2 separate regions of the Zea mays genome follow, and region 1 is linked to region 2. A link is a contact called in public Hi-C data. All regions are on one chromosome and are shown on one strand. Each heading gives the region's core, a stretch centred on a gene start, on an enhancer-like site or on the middle of the called end of the contact. The rest is flanking DNA. Distances are from core to core; before and after follow the strand shown. Region 1 holds the start of LOC100279618. Region 2 holds the start of LOC100282861 (L-allo-threonine aldolase).

Evidence for each region. A called contact is a pair of places that touch in the nucleus more often than the background predicts.
Region 1: a contact with region 2 is called in a Hi-C map of ear, with 2.8 times the contacts expected there. The contact joins the promoter of LOC100279618 here to the promoter of LOC100282861 in region 2. A contact is called at or near these places in 3 of 25 Hi-C or Micro-C datasets (ear, leaf and tassel).

The regions. Positions count from the first base shown.
Region 1 is chr10:133,359,341-133,364,363 of Zm-B73-REFERENCE-NAM-5.0, reverse strand. LOC100279618 reads right to left here and starts at 2,947. Exons shown (of 10, transcript NM_001152614.1): 1 at 2,499-2,947; 2 at 1,966-2,086; 3 at 1,678-1,863; 4 at 304-452. The coding sequence starts at 2,732.
Region 2 is chr10:133,167,864-133,172,825 of Zm-B73-REFERENCE-NAM-5.0, reverse strand. It overlaps LOC100282861 (L-allo-threonine aldolase), which reads right to left and starts at 2,731. Exons shown (of 9, transcript NM_001155767.1): 1 at 2,074-2,731; 2 at 1,870-1,981; 3 at 1,667-1,717; 4 at 1,500-1,571; 5 at 1,267-1,399; 6 at 974-1,032; 7 at 783-880; 8 at 337-397; 9 at 17-236. The coding sequence starts at 2,519. The coding sequence ends at 141.

The DNA of each region.
Region 1 (5,023 bases), core at 1,698-4,197, 190 kb before region 2:
AGAGGGCAAGAAGGTAGATTAAATATAGTATTCCTTAGATAAGGCTGGTAGAAGAAACTCCATGCAATTAATAATGATTTCTGATGATTAACTTGCATAAGATTGACGACATACAATGCTGACAAAACTCTAGTTAACCTTGATAGTTGGCATGTACTGACAAACAAGAGTGCTAATGGTAAATCAAGTGAATGGAGCAATCATGTAGACCTTGTTGCAATGCTTTTATAAACCATTTGATCATGATAGTTGGCCAATATACTGGACCCTGATCAATATGTAATTACACATAAGGAGTCTTACCTTGTTTGCTAGCATGTAAAGACCAACATCAGCATTATACAAGGTAGAAAGGCGTTGTGTCGCTGGTTCAGGAGTTAAAGGCGAGTCTGGCTCATAGACACGGGAGTTGGCAAAATCAGAATAATATGAATTTAGAAAACCTTGGTCCCCTGCATGAAATAGTTCAACATGAAATCAGAACACTATTTGATTGAAAATGCTGAATTGCCAGCATGCTGAAGATGATAAAAGAAAACTAATCATACATAAGTGGTAAACTGGTAGCTACAGCGAATCTGTTCAAAGTAATATAGTCGATCCTAACAAAATGATCCACCACATAAAGTGTTCTCAAGATAATACAGGCCTATCCAAGCAAATGTCAAATGGATACGTGTAGGCTCCGTTTGGATGTTGGAATTGGAGATGGTGGAATTGAATTGGATCCAATACCAAATCAGCCTGGCTTTGGAAATCGGATCCAATACCAAATCCAGTTCAATTCCGAGCAAATCAGAGGGTGGAGGGTCGGAATTGGAGAGTGGAGGCGTGTGTAGAGTTGAATACCGGCTGGAATTTGGTGGATTTCCAATTCCAAATACTGTGACCATCCAAACACCAGAATTCGGGTTTGTCAATTCCAATTCTGAATTCCGAGTCTAAATTCCAACATCCAAACGCACTGGTATTCTTTTCGAAGATACTGTCTTACCCTAACCCTCTGCCCTAAAAAATACCCAGGAAAGACATAGATGTTGATCAAAAGAAAATTGGAGCCTCCCAGCGATGGAGATTTTTGCATCATTGGAAAGAAATAGAACAGAGCAACGGTCTGTTATCAGGAGGCCCAGCACAACTGTTTGGCATAGGAGTGGCTATCGTAGCAACATAAAAAACAACAGGTGTAGGATATGTTTCTGTTAAAGCATGAAAAATGTTCATTTGCAGCCATGAACTTGATTACTGGAAATGATGTTTCTCCATCAGCAATGGCACAACAGAGAGCTGAAGTCTGAAGAAGTGCTGCTGATGAAAAACTTGCAGAAAGATTGCCATGGAGGCTGGTGTGGCAGGCCATAGAGTGCTTGAATACTTCATTGGCCGCTGTGCCCTTAGGTTAGTTCTATAGGCAGCGAGATCTTATTTTCTCAACATTGTATGTAATTACTATTTGAAGATAATTAGCTATTTCTATACTCCACAACAGATCTGTCATGTAACAATTAACATCATATCATAAGTTCTTAGACATGTATGAGCTGTTTATTGTTAATTAATATGCTTTCAAGAAGATAATAAATAAAAGGGAATATTTTGACTAGTACTATGGCCTTCTCAGAAAGGAATTATGTTATCTAAAAAAAGGAACACACAGAAGAAAAGAAGAGCACTGACCTCCTGTGTAAGAAGGCAATTGATCCATTTTTTTGATCATATCATTGAAAAGAGTTTCAGAGGGTTCAACAACCATCACACCAGAATTCATTCTTTCAGAATGCTTCAAGTTTCCACAAAACTTGCCACACTTGAAAAGATCCTCGATACTTTTCACAACTATAGTATCTGCGTCAAGGTAAACAACTGGAAAGGCAGCATTCTATTAGAACAATGAACAAAAACAAAGTAAAGGCCATGATACAGAGACATATAACGATGAACTAGAAAAATAACTGAAAAGCATACCTTTTTTGTAGCTTGTCATGTTAAATATCTTCAGCTTGGTGTAGACGCCCCAAAACCTCTTTGGCCTAAATTGATTAGGATTAGCCAGTAACGTTATACGATTCACGATCCAACCGTCTGCCTGATGAAATATATGCAAGGTCAGCTTCGCTACCACATCAGACTGGCACAAGATCTACATGACTTGAATGTCCGAACTCAAGAAAACATAAAAGCTACTAACATCCTGGAACTAATTTTAGTATGTGTAGATGTACGGGGATCAAATCATGAGATCAACAGTAGGGAAAAAAGAAGGAGAGATCCTCATCCAGCTCCACACCACTTAGTGACACAAAATTCAGTAGAAGCCTTCCCAAAACTCTGATCAATCAGACAGCGGAGATCAGTGATTAGCTCTAAAATGAGCATCAACGGCCTCAATAATGACCTCGCAGCTAAGAACTCCAGCGCAGATACTTCAGGGAGCTACCCAATTCAGCTATGAGATAAAATTTCCATACTAAATTACAGTGATCGGAGCTTCAGCAGACCTGTAGGAGCTTCCGCGAGTACTCGGAAACGCCGTCGGAGACGAGCACAACCATGTCGCGCCGCGTGCCGGTGTCGCGGAGGGACTTCCCAAGGACGCGCGCGCCGAGCACGAACTCGTCGCCGTACAGTAGCGTGACGTAGGCCTCCTCCGTCGCGGCCACCGCGAATCCGGCACCGGCAGCTAGGAGTGCCACCGCGGCTAGGGCGGCGGCCAGGAGCGCCGGCGACCGCATCGGAACCCCCGGATGGGATCGCGGCTCGAGCGTGAGTATGGGGTGGGGCGCACGTGCGACGCGGCGGGAGAAGGCTGGCGCCTGGCGGGGCTCGGAATCAGATCGGAGCCTTTTGGGGGATGGGCGTTGGGCGGACGGGGGGAGTTGGGGGCGCAGCCGCCCGGGTGGTGTTTGAGCGTTGGAATGCGGAGATCAGTATTCGGTCAAACGGCGCGTCCAAATTGGAGTTCTCAGAGCGGCAGACGGCAAGCAGGTCGTCATTTCGCTGATGTCTGGACGACAGATTGGATCGGGGGAGGAGGAAAGCGGCCGAGGGCCCGACGGGATTTCTAGACGAAACTCGCCGAAAGCGCAACGCAGAAACCAAAGAGGGTGACAGCTGCGCCATCTCGCGGGGCGAGTTTCTAGTGGGCCAGGCCGGTGCAGCTGACTCTTGGCCCTTTTGTAATGCACTACCATTTTATTTATTTTACTACAGCAGCAGCTCTCAAATATTAGAGCTCTCAAATTCATTCCAACAAACAATGACACAAAAAATCTACTCGTCATCCCATCTCTTCCTTTACTAATACCATATTTAGGACGCCTCTACTCTACATTTTTGTTACCTTTGCTCCTTTTTTTTTGCTAAACACGTGAATTATGCTAGAAATAGAGGTACGAGAGTATCCGAAGGAATGCTCCAAGAACTTCATCTTCATAGTAAATTTTGTGGAGCAGTCACGAACAGACTCTAAACAAGATACGGTTGGAAGAAAGAAGTCGGATCGAGATCCACAGTGAAATTTATGGAGCAGTCACACACAGATACTAAACAAGCCACATTCCGACTATCTCCACCAGCCTCCTTACTCTACCCTCTATCTTATTTCCTGTTTCAAACTCTACTCTATATTAATAATATAGTCTACAATACAAGTCCATTTCCATGCTCCGCTGGAGATGTCCTCAGATGATAGGAGGTAGGGTAAGTGAGAAGAGCGATCAGAAACATTGATAGTTGGGAATGAGTTGTTGAAGGGAACAGGGACGAGTGGTTAGAAAACTCGCTATAAGGAGAGGATAACGAGGTCATCACCTTTTATATATTACAAGACCTAGTTATAAAAGCGCAAGCATGTCATGAATCTTTAGGTATGTTCTTATCTAGCCAATTATTTTTCTAACCTTATGATTGATAGAGCGTATGTTTTATTGATTAGAAACCTTAGAGTGTATCAATAAGGACTTGAAAAAGGTTGGAGAGTTGAAGAGGACTAGCTAGTACGTCTGCATCACGTGAGAGTAGTACAAACTCAATTCGACTTTGATTCTACTTCAAACTCCATGACTAGACTACATTGGAATTAATGCATAGGACACATAATGACTCCATTTACGCATGGAAAGCTAAGAAGATAAGTTTTTAAATCCAGCTAGACTTTAAAAAAATTGGAATCAATATAAATAAGTTAATTAAGGATATGTTTGGCATGACTCCAGAGCAAAACTCTAAGGAGGAGATGGCCAGAGCATGCCAAACACTCTAACTCTAGAGTTGTAAACTTTATAGAGTTTTTTGAGCTGCAGTAAATTTTTTTGGAGTACCTCTTTTCTGCTCCGAAAACTCCAAAAAAAAGCAACCTAGTCATGGAGTTTAGAGTTATTTACCCGCCACTGTCACCGGTTATGAGAAACAATCTAAACTCTGGAGCAGAGCTGCTCTACCCAGAGTTTTAGAGTAGAGCTGCTCTAGGGTGGAACAGAGTCATGTCAAACACGCCCTAAGTTAGCATTTGGAATCTGATTCGGTGTTGCATCATTATCTTTCGGCTTCTTTGGCCATGTATCATGCCGGAGTTTGTCGAAGATGCATCCAAGTGCCTTGCAAGTCCCTAACCCTTAGATATACAATAGTCACCACCACATTAGGGTTTGGGTTTTAGCTTAGTGTCGGGGACCATAATTAGGGGTACCCCCAAGACTCCTAATCTCAGCTGGTAACCCCCATCAGCACAAAGCTGCAAAGGCCTGATGGATGCGATTAAGTCAAGGCTTGATCCACTCAAGGACACGATCTCACCTCGTCCGAGCCCAGCCTCGGGCAAGGGCAGCCGACCCCGGAGGATCTACGTCTCGTCCGAGGGCCCCCTCAAGCAACGAACACACCTTCGGCTCGCCCGAGGCCCGGTCTTCGCCTAGAAGCAACCTTGGCCAAATCGCCATGACGACCGACCGTATCGCAGGAGCATTTAATGCAAAGGTGGCCTGACACCTTATCCTGACGCACGCCCTTCAGTCGACTGAGCCGA
Region 2 (4,962 bases), core at 1,482-3,981:
CCAAACAGGCCAAAGCACAGGAACGAACACATCCAATAAACAAGTGAGAAGCAACAGTTATTCAGCAAAGGTTTGGTGCGGCTACAATATTTCGAGCTGATTACAGATAAGACCACACCGAGCTTATGCATCAGGGTGCCCTATTGCCCGTACGAGTTCTTGGTAGTGCCCATCAGTAGCTGTTCAGCCAAATGCTCGAGTTCAGTACTGCCCATTAGTAGCTGTTCAGCAGCTTTCTGAAAACATAAGATCATATTAGTGACATTCACACCGGCACACACGAACCTGAACAGTAATAGTGAAAAGTAGAAACAGCGTGAGTTTTTGTATATCTACCTTAAAACACGTCAGTGCATATTGAACATCATCATCTGAAATTTGGTAATGAAGGACAAGCCTGACACTACATAAATAAAAGGAGGTCATATGAATAGTTGGAATTGATGTGTAGTTCCTCCGTTTTTTTTTATTTGTTGTATTTTAGTTCAAAAATGAACTAGCCGGTGACAAATATTCGAGAATGAATGTAGTATAATGGTATTGTCTGGATTTCAAAAAACTGCTGATATTGTTAGTTTTGGTAGTGTCAGTGAAGTTAGTAAAACGATAGCACAAACATGGATATTGGAAATGCTAAATCATATTTCAAAAAATAATGTACATGCTAAATCCTAAACTACTGAGTGGAACTTCACCTTTTTTGACATGCTAAATGTTATTAGAAAAATACTTGACGTGCTAAATCTTTTTTTAAAAGGTGCTGAACAGCAATGGAACTTCACCTTTTTGGACTCCTTGGACTTGCGAGCACATTGTGCGTTCCCAGAACCTGGCACAGCTTGTTAGATGATATGCGTGAATCCACGATGTCCAAGAATACCTTACAAAGCATAGTATATGTAATATGTTACAAATGTGATGTTTACAGTTACATATATTGTGGTTAATGAGAAATATAATATCAGAGGCTGACCATATTGGTCTGGACTGATGCTGAATCCACTCTGAACTGTTCGATTTTATTCAGTCCGTCTAGGCAAACGAACAAGAGTGACAAGTTCAGAACTTCAAGCCAACGACGATTTGTTTTCTAGCAAATGCAATGGAACAGTGCAGTCTTTTTTTTCATGTTGTTTTAAGTAGGATAAAAGGTCGGGAAACAAATATTCTGGGGGAAATAAACTGTTTTTTATAAAAGGGAAAAATCAGGCCTTGAACAGGGTATAACCAATTCTGACCTAAGTTTTTTTAGAAGAAAAAATATACCTGCCAAAGCTTTAGCCTTTCTGTGGTCATCTGCAAGCTTTCCCACATTGTCACGAACGGCAACATGAGCAGCAGCACAGAGAACTCCAACCTGCCTCATTCCACCACCTAGGGTCTTCCGGAGAATTTTGGCCTGAAGGTATTGTTCATATTTCCATCATAACTTGCAATTCTTTTCTTTTTGCAAACAATACAACGCTGCAGTTTAGACTTAGGAACACAAATCAACAGACCTTGTCGATGAAGGCCTTCGAGCCAACAATAACTGATCCAACGGGGGCGCCTAAACCTTTAGAAATGCATACCTGAAGTTTAAGTTTTCAAAGAGGAATAGAAGCACCATGATACATGTATCTGTAGTCCATTCACATGTAAGCAGCGTAGCTGATTTGGAACGTACCGAAACTGAATCTGCAGCTCTCACAAGTCTGTCCACAGGAACTCCAAGTGCCTGGCACAACGAAAATAATGGATTACGATGCTTGGAAGCATGCGCAGATGTCTAGGAATTTCTAAGCGAAGAGGCAAAGTATATAGACATAAGATCTCAATCCTATATAAAATAGATATCTTAAGACCCAACAATGACACCGTACTACTGACCACAGAGGCGTTGAAAATGCGAGCTCCATCGATATGAAGCTTCAGGCCATGACTCTTGGCAATTTCGCCAACCTTTTCAGTGTATTCTGCGGATAAACACTTCCCTCCGGAACTGCAGAAGCAGTAAGCCAGTAACAAACACACGACGTAGGTAAAAAAAAACAATGTACTTTTCACCAGCAAGATCGGCATCAGAAAACTCACTTCCCATGTGTGTTCTCCAAGCAGATGAGCCTGGTGGTCGGGTAATACAGGCCACCGCCGGGAGGCCTGATTGCAGCGACGATGCTGTCGATGTCCATGGTGCCGTCGGAGTTGTTTCTGACGGTCTTAGGGTGCACGCCGCCGAGGGTGGAGATGCCGCCGTTCTCGTAGAGGTGGATGTGCGAGTCGTCGCCGAGGATGACCTCGCTGCCGCGGACGTCGCAGTGCGCGAGGACGGACACGAGGTTGCCCATGGTCCCCGACGGGACGAAGAGCGCGGCCTCCTTGCCCATGAGCGCCGCCATCTCCTCCTGGAAGCGGCGCGCGGTCGGGTCCGCGCCCCGGACGTCGTCGTCGACGTCGGCCGCGGCCATGGACGCGCGCATGGCCTCGGAAGGCTTGGTGACCGTGTCGGACCGCAGGTCCACCACCACCTTGGTCGCCATCCTTCCTGCTGCTGCTCTGCGGCCGCAACCCAACTGCAGCTAGCGCTGCACCGGCACCGCTGCAGCGACAGAGTATCAGGACGAAAACTGACCTGCTGAAACTGAAATGAACTGATGTGTGCGGGGTGTCACGTCCCACTCCCACAACAAACTTTGGTTTTGCCTTCGCTTTTCCATTTTTGAAGGAAAACTGACAGATGTTTCGCGCTGTTAGAAGGACCACAAACCATGCATATTCTCTGTATGGTATGATGATGACGACCACGATGATCAATGAGGACGATGATGCGGACTGCACTTGCTAGTTGCTACTACAGACCTGTTTCTTTAATTCGTCGCAATCGCAGCACACAGAAGTCTCGAGATCCAGACAAAGAGGACAACGTCACTGTACACTGTGCAGGGCTCCAGCGGTCCAGCCTCCAGGCACAAACAAAGAGGGGTCCAGCAGTCGGCACCAGACAGATGACTGACAAGCAAAGGGTTGTGACGGCATCGTTTCGTCGCCCTCCAAATGCATAATTTATTAGTAGTGAGGAAGAGGCCCACCGTACAAGTTCGGCCTACAAGCAAAGGGTTGTGACGGAAGCCGGTAGGCCAGGCAGCACATCCTATCTATTCCATCGGTTAGATCAACTTTCAGCCCACCAAAACCATTTTCAGCCCATACAGACATACAGCCCATCCAAATTGGTTACCGGCACTAGCGATGATGCACTGACAACTAGGGCAAAAAAAAAAAAAAACTCGAAACTCGCGAACCGGCTTAAGCTCGGGCGGCTCAGAGCGGCTTGTGAGCCCCGAATGAGTCGAGCTGAGCCTCGTTTTCGAGCTCGTTGGTCCACCGAGCCGAGCCAGCTCGCGAGTTGTGCCAAATTAATCAAACTATACAATAACAATGGATAATGGATAATTTCACTTATAATGTTGAATGATGATTATATTTTTTATATTTATATATTATTAAATTAATATATAATGCAATATTATTTATTAAGATCCAGCTCGCGAGTCGAGCCGGCTCGTGAGCCAACTCCGAGCCTCCTCTTTTAGCTCGTTAAGTGAACGAACTGAGCCAAGTTCGGTCTGTCAACGAGCCGCACTGAATCGAGTCGAATCGAGCTCGGCTCGGCTCGTTTCCAACCCTACTGGCAACGACTGCTGCATGCTCATGGTTGAGACATGCCATGATATTAAAGTATGATGAGTAAGTATTAAGAAGATGGTTGGTTATGATTGAATTTTATGGTTTTAGTGTGAGGGGGCGTTTGGATCCCTTCATTTTAGAGGAATTAAAATTCACTTAATAAAATAACTTATTTAGGGCCCCTTTGGTAGGGCTTATTTTTCAGCTTCGGCTCTGGCTCATGCAAAAGTTGTGCCAAACACCTCTTTTTCAAATGGCTTCACCAGTGAAGTGTTTTTCCAAAATGAACTAGAGGGCATGAGCCAAAAAAAGTGGCTCACCCGGCTTCAGCTCACGTCATTTTTGTACAATAGCCCTCCCACCAGTCCAAATTATTTTTTTTGGTCCTGCCCTCAATCCCTAGCCACGTACAGGAGAGATAAACTATACAAGAGTCTTTCTGAAAAACAACCTATAAGCCGTTTTGCCAAATGATTTTTCAGAATGGCTTTGGCTCATCTAAAGAAGTGGTTTCACCTCGTGAGCCAGAGCCAAAGCCGTTTTTGGAGAAGCCAGAGCCCTGCCAAAGGGGCCCTTAGTTTGGAATTTGACATTCCACCACTTTCCAAAGTTTAGATATAAGCTTATCTCAAATTCATGAGATGGAGGATGGAAAATGATTTTTATGCATTAGTAAAATTTGTTTCTACTCTGTAACTTACATGACACTCTTCGTCTCACTCCTCTATAGTAAAAATGTAGCACAAATATCTCTGTTATCTTGCTAATAATAGTATACAAATATATTTTGCATAAAACTAAATTAGCTTAATTGACATATGTCATAATTACTATTATTAAAATGGAATTCAATTCCAATGATCCAAACAGGGTGTGAGGGTAATGTTGTGCAATATGTTTCTTGCCTTATGGTGTGTAGGTATGAAGCTTATAAATGGTTCGATAGCAAAAATGAAGATTAAGCAGGGTTATCTGATGGACTATATAAGGTACCTAAAAGGGAGTAAATTATGAACTTTGAATGAAGATACCTAAAAGGGAGTAAATTATGTAACTTAAAACTCTAGTTCACCAACTAAAGGCTCTAATTCTTGTCTAGTCAAAACTAATACAATAAATAAACTATCCATGTGCAACTGTAATTTTAACTAAGTGTGTTGTTACACCGTAAATAGTTATACAATCTATGTTCCAATCCTAACGGTAGCCTAGTAAGCTAAAATAGGAAAACAAACATTTAACCTAGATAAGAAATAAATAACTCACAAAAGCTTAACTGAGATAGAGATGCAAACT